Linked DNA regions of Zea mays: region 1 is linked to region 2. A link is a contact called in public Hi-C data. All regions are on one chromosome and are shown on one strand. Each heading gives the region's core, a stretch centred on a gene start, on an enhancer-like site or on the middle of the called end of the contact. The rest is flanking DNA. Distances are from core to core; before and after follow the strand shown. Region 1 holds the start of LOC100278052. Region 2 holds the start of LOC100281712.

What was found. Hi-C and Micro-C count contacts between places; a contact is called where the count stands out from the background.
Region 1: a Hi-C map of endosperm shows a contact between it and region 2, with 3 times the contacts expected there. The contact joins the promoter of LOC100278052 here to the promoter of LOC100281712 in region 2. A contact is called at or near these places in 4 of 25 Hi-C or Micro-C datasets (bundle sheath, endosperm, leaf and 1 more).

What each region holds. Positions count from the first base shown.
Region 1 is chr10:147,843,826-147,849,182 of Zm-B73-REFERENCE-NAM-5.0, forward strand. LOC100278052 reads left to right here and starts at 2,128. Exons shown (of 4, transcript NM_001151456.2): 1 at 2,128-2,394. The coding sequence starts at 2,314.
Region 2 is chr10:147,714,097-147,719,523 of Zm-B73-REFERENCE-NAM-5.0, forward strand. It overlaps LOC100281712, which reads right to left and starts at 2,581. Exons shown (of 3, transcript NM_001368084.1): 1 at 1,477-2,581; 2 at 886-1,374. The coding sequence starts at 2,234. It overlaps LOC103642129, which reads right to left. Exons shown (of 3, transcript XR_002265623.1): 1 at 5,207-5,427; 2 at 4,504-5,127; 3 at 4,058-4,434.

The DNA.
Region 1 (5,357 bases), core at 878-3,377, 130 kb after region 2:
CCGGCCCGGCACGAATAAGCGGGCCGGGCTCGGGCAGGAAATTAGGCACGGTGGGCTAGCCCGGCACGGCCCGTTTAGCGCTAAGCCCGTTAAGCCCGCTTTTTTTACACTAAAACGTGCTTTTCGGCCCGCATAGCCCGCTTTTCGGCCCGCTTTTTTCGTGCTAAACGGGCCGGCCCGGCCCGTTTAGGCCCGTTGCGGGCCGGGCTCGGACAAGGAATTGAGCCCGCGTGCTTAGCCGGCCCGGCCCGGTTTTTTAATCGTGCCTGGCGGGCCAGGCCCAAAACGGGCCGGGCTTCACCGGGCCCGGGCCGGACCGGGCCGGGCGGCCCGTTTGGACATCTATAGGCATGGAGCTGTGCACCGGCAATGGGTTTTGGGTCGGCTGTGCATGGGCTTCATAATATATGTTTTTAGATACCCATGCTGTCTCTTGTTGTTGGAAGTGAGTAACTTCTATAGTCGTAGCAAGTTATGGTAACTTCTTTATTTACAATACTTAGTAGAGCTGGTTCATATATAAAAACTACTCATAGTAATGCAATAATTCTCGTTTATCCCATCACTAAAACTATTAGTGAGCCAGTTATATTTTTTTTTACATGGTTTCCAATTTTGATGCTTTACTGGTGGCCATCTCCAGCAGGCCGTGTAAACGGCCGTGTAAAGTACTGTTTTGCACTGTAGATTACACCAGGGGCGGATATTGGGCTCGGGCCACCTGGGCCGTGGCCCGGGTCGTAGCCCAGAAACAATTTTATATATGTATAGAGTTTTGGCCCAAAAGAAATCTAAACGGGCCTAACACAAGGCATGCTTCCCAGCCGATGCGCTGTGCATCCGCGCGGCTGACGGCGCCGCCTCCAAGGCTTGGCTCTGGCTGCGACCTCCGGTGTCCATCGTCCGCCCTCCTGCGTCCGTTCGTTGTCCGTCCGTCCCGTCCGCCGTTCGCCCTCCAGCGTCCGTGCTGTCGTGCATCGTCCGCGCCCGGCGCCTCCGCGGTCCGCCGAACGCCCATGATGCTGTGACCCATCCGGTCGTCCGCACGTCCGGTCCAGCGTGCAGGTCCCGAGGTCCGGCCAGGCGGGCCAGCTAGCCAACCGGCCAGGGGCAGCGTCGGGCGCCGCTCGCCCCTCGACGGCTCAGCCACGTCCAGTGGCAGTCGACCTCCCTGGCTCCCTCCAATTTCCAATTCTCCGTTACGTTTGATTTCCATCCACTGCTCCAAGCCTTCAAATCTCCAACAGTCCTACTAACTGTAAGCATCTTCTCATTTTCTTAGTTTCTTTTTTTTTGTTACTAGTGAACAACGAGCTAGATACTAGATTGTTAAATGTTTCTGTGATGGTAGATTGACATAATGGATGGGAGGAATTGTTTGAGAAGGTAAAGACCTTTTATAATCAACATAAAATTATTGTACCAAAGATGGATGATACAATTACTGTTCGAGGTCGCTCAAGGGGACATGGAGGTCAGTTAGTGACTTACTATCATCATTTCAAAAATGAGATCTTTATTGTTGTGTATGATCAAGTTATTGTGGAATTAAAAATTCGTTTTATTGAAAGATCTACTCAATTATTGAAATGCATTTCTTGTCTAGATCTAAGAAAAAGCTATTAGAGGCGGGGAAGGACCAAATCGTCTCTAATTAGGTACTTTTATATTTTTTATCAAGTTTATTGTATTTTTAGATGCTAAATTGAAGTAAATACTATCTTAGTCTGTGTTTGTGATATATTTTGTTTTAGCGGTATTTAGCCGTACATTATATTAGGGGTTCTTTAAAGTAACCTTCAAGTTTTATAGTGGCCCGGGGCTTTAATTTTATAGAGCTCCGCCACTGAATTACACTGTTTGCAGAGTAGAGTTTGAAATAGGTGGTGATAAAGGGAGTGGAACAGGGAGTCTGCTAGAGATAAATCCCGCGCCTTGTTCCCGTACACCCGTATGCATTGCAAGTTGCCCCTAGTGAAAGTGTGCATTGCACGGGAGGAGGAGGCAGCCTTTGATCCGGAGCTTCCGAATACGGCGGATCAGGGCGTGTCGGGTACGTTGGCCGGGTCGGTGAAATTGTGAGAAAACGAGACGTGCCTGCCACTCTCTCTCTCCTCCGCTGGCCGACCTGCCCCCTCCCTCCCTCCCTCTGCTGCTGTAGCTGAGCCCTACGGGCACCTCTCCGTTCAGGAGCAAAGCCAAAAACATCATCCCCCTCGCCAAGAAAGAAGGCAGACGAAGGCAAACCCTAGCCAACGCGTACGCCTCGCCCCCCGCGCCTCCTCCCCCAGATCCGGCCGATCCGTCGTTGCCATGGCGCTGCGAGCTCTCGCCGGCAAGCTGAGGGTCCTCCCTTCACGAGCGGCGGCCTCTCGCTCCTTCGCCTCCCAGATGGTTCGTTCCCTTTCCCCCTCCCTCTCGGCTGTAATCAGGAGGCATGATGATCTGGATGCAATTCTCTATGGATGGGTGTGAATTAGGCTTTCCTCTTGCAATTATGTGTAGTTTTTCCTTAGGGCTTGTCTAGATAGGTGGGAATCAGGCTTAATTCCTCTGGGCTGGGGGGAGAATGGAGTAATTTCTCTGCCATCCCTGCCCTATCGGGGCTCTCTCTCTCTCTCTCTCTCTCTCTCTCTCTGTGATGACCCGTGGCCGCGGCTAGGGTTCGCCGGGCGTGAGTCGGTAGCAGACCAGCGAAGAGAAAGAAGCCAAGGACACTGGTGAGTTGGATTTCGGTTATCTCTTTTTCTCTCTCATCTCAATCAACCAGTTACAGTATTTATAGATCTGAAATCCAACTAACAGAACGACTAATGACTTGGCTAATCACTTATTACAGCCCAAAGAAGATTAATACGGCCCTATTATGGCCCAAACCCTAATACACGAAAGACCCACTAATACTCCATACCTGTGCCTAAGCACCGCCACCTTGGGTCATCACATCTCCCCCAGCGTCAAAAGACGCTTGTCCCCAAGCGTGCGCTGTAGGAAACCTTACTTTCACCACTTCATAGTCTTCCCAGGTAGCCGCATCTGCTGGAAGACCTGTCCATTTGACCAGCACCTGGACAATAGCATTGTTTCCTTTACGTACCATCCTTCGATTCAGAATTTGGTCAGGCTCAACATCCCCTTGGGACAGATCAACCAAGAGAGGAAGTTCAGTGTAAACTGGAGAATAACACGGGTGAAACGGCTTAAGTTGAGACACATGAAACACTGGATGCACATGAGCATCGGGTGGCAATTCCAACTTATATGCCACTGCCCCAACTCGAGCTATAATCTTGTAAGGCCCAAAAAACTTAAAAGACAATTTAGGACAAGGCCGATTCACCACTGTCTTCTGTGCATATGGTTGAAGTTTTAACAGCACCAATTCTCCTACTTGAAACTCTCTTGGTGTTCTGCCCTTATCAGCATATTGCTTCATACGCAACTGTGCTCTAGCCAACTGTTCCTTCAACATGGCAGAAAAAGCACTCCTTTCCTTGACCCACGTAGTGACATCCGGGTCCTCAATATTGATGAGTCTAGGAAGGGCTAGCATAGGAGCATCATAACCATATAACACCCTGAATGGTGTACAACCCAAAACAGCATGATAAGTGGTATTGTACCAATACTCCGCGAGAGCCAACCAACTCTTCCATTTGGTGGGCTGAGAATTGACAGCACACCGGAGATACATCTCCAAGCATTGGTTCACACGTTCACTTTGGCCATCAGTCTGTGGGTGATAGGCTGTAGACATCAACAGCTTGACCTCCATCAACTGAAACAGGTTCTTCCAAAAACTGCTAGTGAACACTTTATCCCTGTCAGATACCAGCGATTTGGGTACTCCATGTAGCTTAACCACATTGTCCAGAAAGACTTGTGCAACACCCTTTGCAGTAAAAGGATGTTTCAAAGGAAAGAAATGGCTATATTTCGAAAATCTGTCCACCACCACTAATATTGTATCAAACCCTTCCGACTTAGGCAAACCTTCAATGAAATCCATAGTCACATCTTCCCACACACCCTGTGGTACCGGCAAAGGTTGTAATAACCCAGCTGGATGAGTTCTTTCACTCTTGGCCTTTTGACAAATTGCACACTGTTGCACAAACTGGACCACATCTGCCTTTAATCCCCTCCAATAAAACACTTTCTTTACCCGTTGATAAGTTGCCTGAGTACCAGAATGACCACCAATGGCACTATCATGCAAAGCTGCCACCAACTTGGTTCTCAGAGCAGAATTAGCACCAATCCAAATCCTGCCTGCCTTACGAATAATGCCTTGATACAATGAAAACCCATTCTCATCAGGACCGCGCACCAACAATTGAGCTATCAACTGTTGAGCTTCAGCATCAGTAGCATAAGAATTCAGCACCTCCTGTACCCAAACTGGTTGCACTTCAGAAATGGCAGCCAAGTCCAATACTGAACTCCTCCTTGACAATGCATCAGCAACGACATTTTCTGCCCCCTTTTTATATACAATCTGAAATTGCAATCCCATTAACTTGGTCATAGCCTTCTTTTGAAGATCTGACTGCAATTGCTGGTCTCCCAAGAATGTCAAAGATTTGTGATCTGTCTTAATCACAAATGCACCCCTCTGCAAATATTGCCTCCACTTATCTACAGCCATAATCAAAGCCAAAAACTCCTTCTCATATATAGAAATATGTTTGTTCTTTTCTCCCAGAGCTTTACTAAGAAAGGCAATGGGTCTGCCCTGTTGCATCAACACCGCTCCGAGACCCACATCTGATGCATCTGTCTCGACTGTAAAAGGCAGATCAAACCTGGGCAGAGCAAGAACCGGTGTTGAAGCCATAGCCTGTTTCAACTTATGAAAAGCAACCTGAGCATCTTCAGACCACTGAAACACCTGTTGTTTCTGCAACAGCTTAGTAAGAGGTCGAGCAATAATACCATAATCTTTCACAAATTTCCTGTAATAGCCTGTTAAACCTAAGAATCCCCTCAACTCCGTCACATTCTTAGGTTGTGGCCAGGACAACATAGCTTCAGTTTTACTAGAATCTGTGGCCACCCCATCTCTTGAAATCACATGACCCAAATATTTGAGTTCATGCTTCACAAAGGAGCATTTCTTCATCTTTAAGAAAAACTGGTGCTCTCTCAGCTTGGCCAACACCATCCTAATATGTTGATAATGCACTTCCAAACTAGGGCTGTAAATGAGAATATCATCCAAGAAAACCATAACAAATTTTCTGAGAAAAGTCTCCAACACTGAGTTCATGGCACACTGGAAACTAGCTGGTGCATTAGTGAGACCAAAAGGCATCACTCGAAACTGATAATGGCCATGATGTGTTTTAAAAGCAGTC
Region 2 (5,427 bases), core at 1,331-3,830:
GAAAGCAGCGATAACTTAACATAGTTTCTATGAGCACAGATGTGACCCCTATTAAGTCAAATACGCAATGGTCTAGTCATGGTATTGTATAGTTGTAATGACAGGACAAGAACGGTAGAAGAGCTGGACCTGTGAATTATTGAGGAACATGAACCGACCATTTGCTTAAGTATTCTATTTTATGAATAGATAATAATTAAGTTTGTCTTTAATATGATCTGTAGCGTCAGCACGAGTAATGGTCTAGAAATGTTCCATCGGCGGAGTTGATAGGATATGTTAATTGAAGTGATAGTAGGTATGGAAATTTAGAATGACCTGGCTCTGCTTTTGACACAGCGCATAGGACAGCTACTAGATTAGGTGGGCATGTGGAGCAAATGGGGAGCTTTTGGAGAAAGTAAGGTGTACGCACGCCAGTTATGTAATCCTTTGTGATTAAACTACACGCACCACGAAGATCATGAAATGATTTGTCTTGAAGGAAAACGATTTTCTCAGACAATGAAGTGTCATGATGCATGTTTATTGCTATCATTACTCTGCTTATATTAAAAGGATGCGTCCTAGTCCTAATATCATGGCTGTATTTAGGGATCACTAATTTATAACACAAGGCGGCATGCTACGAGACGAAGACGAAAGGAACAGGAACCAACGACACCAACTCTGTTCATGAAAACGGCAACCACCGGCGGGGTGTCACAGCTCACAGCTCGCAGTCTGCAGTCTGTACACAACGAGTATTCTGTGACAGTGCTAAGAGTACTGTTTGTGGAATTGTGGCCATGTTATGCAAATTGGCTATAATAGTTCCAAAGTACCTGTTGGCAATTTGTAAAGTTGAAATTGCAAAGTAGCAGGCGAGGTGTTCGGCGAACTTACTCGTGTGGGAATTTGACCTCGTGGATACTGTCGGAACGCAGCGAGGACCACGCGAGAGCCGCCTGGACGCAGCTGGCGAGCGGCTCGACGCGGCCAGCGTCGGTGACGAGCGCGAGGGGGCTGGCGGCGCGGGGGTCGGCGTCGTCGAGATCGCGCACCCACACCGGCCGCTCCTTGGCGTCCTCCCACAGCGCCCGCGCGTTCACCACGAAGCCGGACCACTCCAGCCTGCTGGCCATCAGCATGTCGCTCCGGTTCGCCGGCAGCACGGTCTCCTCCGAGACGCGGTAGCCCACCAGATTCCCTTCCGCGTCGCACGACGGCGCCTGTAGGAAGGACTCGCTGGCGCCGTCGTCCTCGCCCAGGATGCCGACGGGCACGGCGCCCACGGTGGTCACCTTCTGCGCCTCGTCGAACAGCTCGGTGCGGAGGATGCTGTTCTCGTCGGCGAACACCACGATGCCGTCCATCCGCTTCGTCCGAATCTCCCTGTTGCATTATCAATGAGCGAGAGATGATGAGCGGAGAGGGAGGCGCCGCGTGCGTGAGATGAGACCCCTCCCATCTCGCGGTTGGAGCTTGCGTACGGACCTGAGGGCGTGGATTCGCAGGCTCGCGGTGGAGTCGCCAGGACCGGTGATGTGGAGGAAGTCGAGGTTGGAGCGGGAGAGCACCGCGGCGACGGCGTCTGTGCGGTTGCCCGGCTCGACGACGATCCACACGAGCTGGGCGTCAACGAGGCGGAGGGTATGCGCCAGAGACGTGAGCGACGGCACCTGGAGCGCGGAGGTGGTGGTCGGGGTGACGGCGATGACGGGCCTCGCGGGTCCCGCGCCGCGGCGCTTGGTGCTGCGCTGCGCGTTCTGGACGGCGGCGAGGATGCGGTGCGCCTTGAGGAGCTCGCTGGGGTCCGGGTGGGGCCAGGCGCGGACGCGGATCGGGTGGCGGCCGACGAAGACGGGGCCGTGGCGGTGGTGGTGGTGGTGCGGGTGGGCGCCGCCGATGTCGGCGGCCACGGTGGTGGTGGTGGTGGTGACGGTGGTGGTGGTGGTGGTGGTCGTGGTGATCGTGGCCGTGGCGTTGGCCCCCGCGAGCGCCACGGCGGGCGAGGACACGAGCGAGACGAGGTGCGCGGCGGGGTTGATGGGCGGGGTGGGCAGGAAGAGGAGGAAGACGATGAGGCGGGAGAAGCGGAAGCCGACGGCCATGGATGTGGCGCAGAAGAGCGCGTGCAGCAGCAGCCACGTGGCCGGCAGCGAGGGCTTGGCCGGCTCCGGCGCCGCGTCGGGCGGCCCCGCCGCCGCAGGCCCCAGGCCCGGCCACAGCGGACGCAGCAGCGGGAGCTTCATGCCGGCCGAGCCGCGGACAAGGTTCCCCTGCCTCTGCGCTGCGGTTCGCGCGCGCGGGCGTCCTCCGGTGCTGTGGTCTCGCAGTCAGTCAGTCAGTCAGTCACAGCCTACGCGCTAAGCCAGCCAGCGGGCGGTGGCAGCAGGAGCCGGCGGTGGCGGTGGCGGTGGTGAGAAGCTAGCTGGTGAATGGTGATATAAGCACTAAGCAGCGAGGCTAGCCACAAGAATAAGCAGGGCGGACATGGGGCGGCGATGCAATTATTAGGAGCGCGGCAGCCGGCAGGGAAGAAAGGGCAAGCGGTGGCCTCTGGCCTGGTGGGGAAGGGGATGGGCGATGGCCCCTGGGAATTTGGCAATGGGCAGCGCCTGCCCGCGCGGCGCGGCGAGGAGCAGTGCCGATCAGTCTGGTGCGACGCGCGAAAAGGACACCCGAGTTGGGCGGGTGACGGTGGCCTCAGAAAGGGACGGAATGTTTTGGCAGGGTGTGCGCTGACAGGAAAACACGCTTCCGTGCACTGCGCCGTCTTAAAAAATGGTCATTCCCTTCACTGCTTTTTATTACCGTCCTGTGAGCCCTGTCAGTCATGACTCAGTAGTAATTGAGCTACAAAAGTGGTTACTGCTCACAGGAGTTCACAGCAGATGAAACGCATGGCGGCGTGAGGTGATCAGTGCTCCGGCGGTACCGCGCTGAGGTTCGGTGTCAAACCGAGATGGGATGGAATCAATCTTGGACTGACCTCGTCCCTTATTTTTTTGAGGGAGGACCTCATCCACCATTTTTAAGAATTTTCTTTACCCTGACTCTAGATCTCCAAACCGGATCAAGTTAAAATGATCTCATCCCATCCCTCTTCGTCCTTAGGCTATGCGCAGCGCATCCCGCCACACGCCCTCTCCCCTTCGTTTAGCGTGTGCAGAGCAACGCTACACGCTGCAGCGCTCACCGCTACCGCTGCTACAGTACAAGCGCAATGCACAGTGAACCGCCAGATGCAGGGTAACGCTAACGACTCCTCTTGCGTATTTTTGTAACACGTGAGTATTTATTAGATAGAGAAAAATTGATAGTAAATGAAAAGTAGGTATAGGAAATGATATTTTACAGTTGTAGTGGGGTATAGGGGGAGAATATAGGGGGAACCGCTGCGGGAGATAAAAAAGTAGGGGATGAAATGTTGATGATGTGATGTAAAAAAGTGATATAGGGGGAAAAATTTAGGGGTAACCGTTGCAGACAGTCTTACTCGTCCCTCTATCCAAACACACCAATGCGGTTGGCAGCGGCTACGGCTGCGGCGTTCTTCGGATCGTCTGGAGCACAGACACGAGAACAAAACGACCGACCGACCGATGGTGCGCCATCTGTTCCGCATTCCACCACGTTGTCGCCGTACGTACGCTCCCGCTGCCGAACCGGAGCGCACCATCATTTGCAAGCACATGTAGGATTCCCAGGCCGTGGGTCTGGATTGGCGGCGAATCCAGATTTCCGTCTGACTGAGACCGACGGCGCATTCTCGTCGCACGTCTTCTGGGCGGAATACGGGCATGTTTGGTTCTATGCCTAGGATGCCACGCCTAACCTTAGTTAGCTGCCACATTTGTGGCTTGCCTAATCTGCCTTAGCTTAGCTTGTGTTTGGTTCATGTGTTCGCCTAAGATTAGGCTTGACTTTAAAAACTGTGGCACTTGTTTGGATTATTGCCACGCCTAAACTTAGGCATACATGTCAATATGTGGCAGCTGTTTGGTTGTTCACCAAAACTCCATTCACGCCACATAAACTAAACATGTGCATCACATGAACACATATATAAGAATATAAAAAACTTACACCACTATAATCACATGCGCATGATAAGCTAATAATCAGTTCATAATAGCTCCACAACATGTTCATTACAGCTGATTAATAGGTCTAAAATAGATTCGAAACAGTCTGAGGTAGTTGCTATTACAATACACACACAAATATGTATATATAATGGTGCTAAACATTCAGCTATGAGCAGCACCATCCATCTCCTTAAGCCTTATTGATCAGCTTAGAAGACGTGCAAAAGAATGAGGCATCACCACCGCCATAAACATCACCTGGCCACTGAGCAAAATAACAGGCAACCACCTAAGGAATTCACACCAAAACAGCCAGCCAACAACACCACCCTTCCATCCACAAAAGAGTACCTGGTTGAGCCTAAAACAAGTGCAAAACATATCAGCTAAGTACAAGTTGAAACAATAAAACTAATGATATGTGAATCACCTAATCACTTCACAGTAGTGTTGAATCACTCAAAAACTTGAATACCCATGACTGAAATGTTGTTTCAGCTGAAGCGGATAAGAAACCACGCATGCCCTTTTAATCCTTTGATGCTAGAAATGTCCCAACTATCAGTTTTTGATCAGTAGTCAATGTCATTTTTTCAAGCCTTTGCCATAATTCGGCATCAGAGTTCAAAGAAGGTATAATAGGTGGAGGTGGTGGTTGTTTAAGTTCGTTCCGAAGATCCATCAAAGTAGTGTTGATTTCATCTCCTATCTTTGCCATGCGGCTCCGTGGTCTCACATCTCTTTTGACTGGTATGGCATCTCCTCTTGGACGCTTGATTCCAGAGCTAGATGAGCTCTGATCGATAACTTGAGATGGAATTTTAGGAGATGGTAAAGTGTCAGAGTCATCACCTAGGTCATCCTCAGGTTGACCATAGTTGGAGACATCATTGCATATGTCATCATCATTATCATTATCATCGACAGGTTGACTTTCATTTAGGCAAGTAGTAGCATCCATGGCAAGAGATCCATCAGCACTACTGTCAAGGAATAGCTCCTGCATTTCATTGAAGAATTTGATGGGCTTTGAAAGGAGCCTCCTTGCTCTATCCTGCATCCGGTTATATGTTTGTTAGTAATATTCATGGACCATGCTGTGAAAATAAAATTAAAATAGAAAAACAGAATACCTTTAGTTTTTCCTTCTCTGATTCTGATATGATTACCATAGACCTTGTTGTGTCAAAAGTGTTACCACTCTTGTTTAAGGTTGTTGCAATGAACTTCCAATTTTCTTTGTAATGCCTAAAATGTCTCTCCACTTGAGTTGCTGTTACCCCCATATTGAATTGTCTATTCAATGATTCTGCACACTTAAAGTGGTGCTGTTTTTTAACCTTAAAACCGGCAT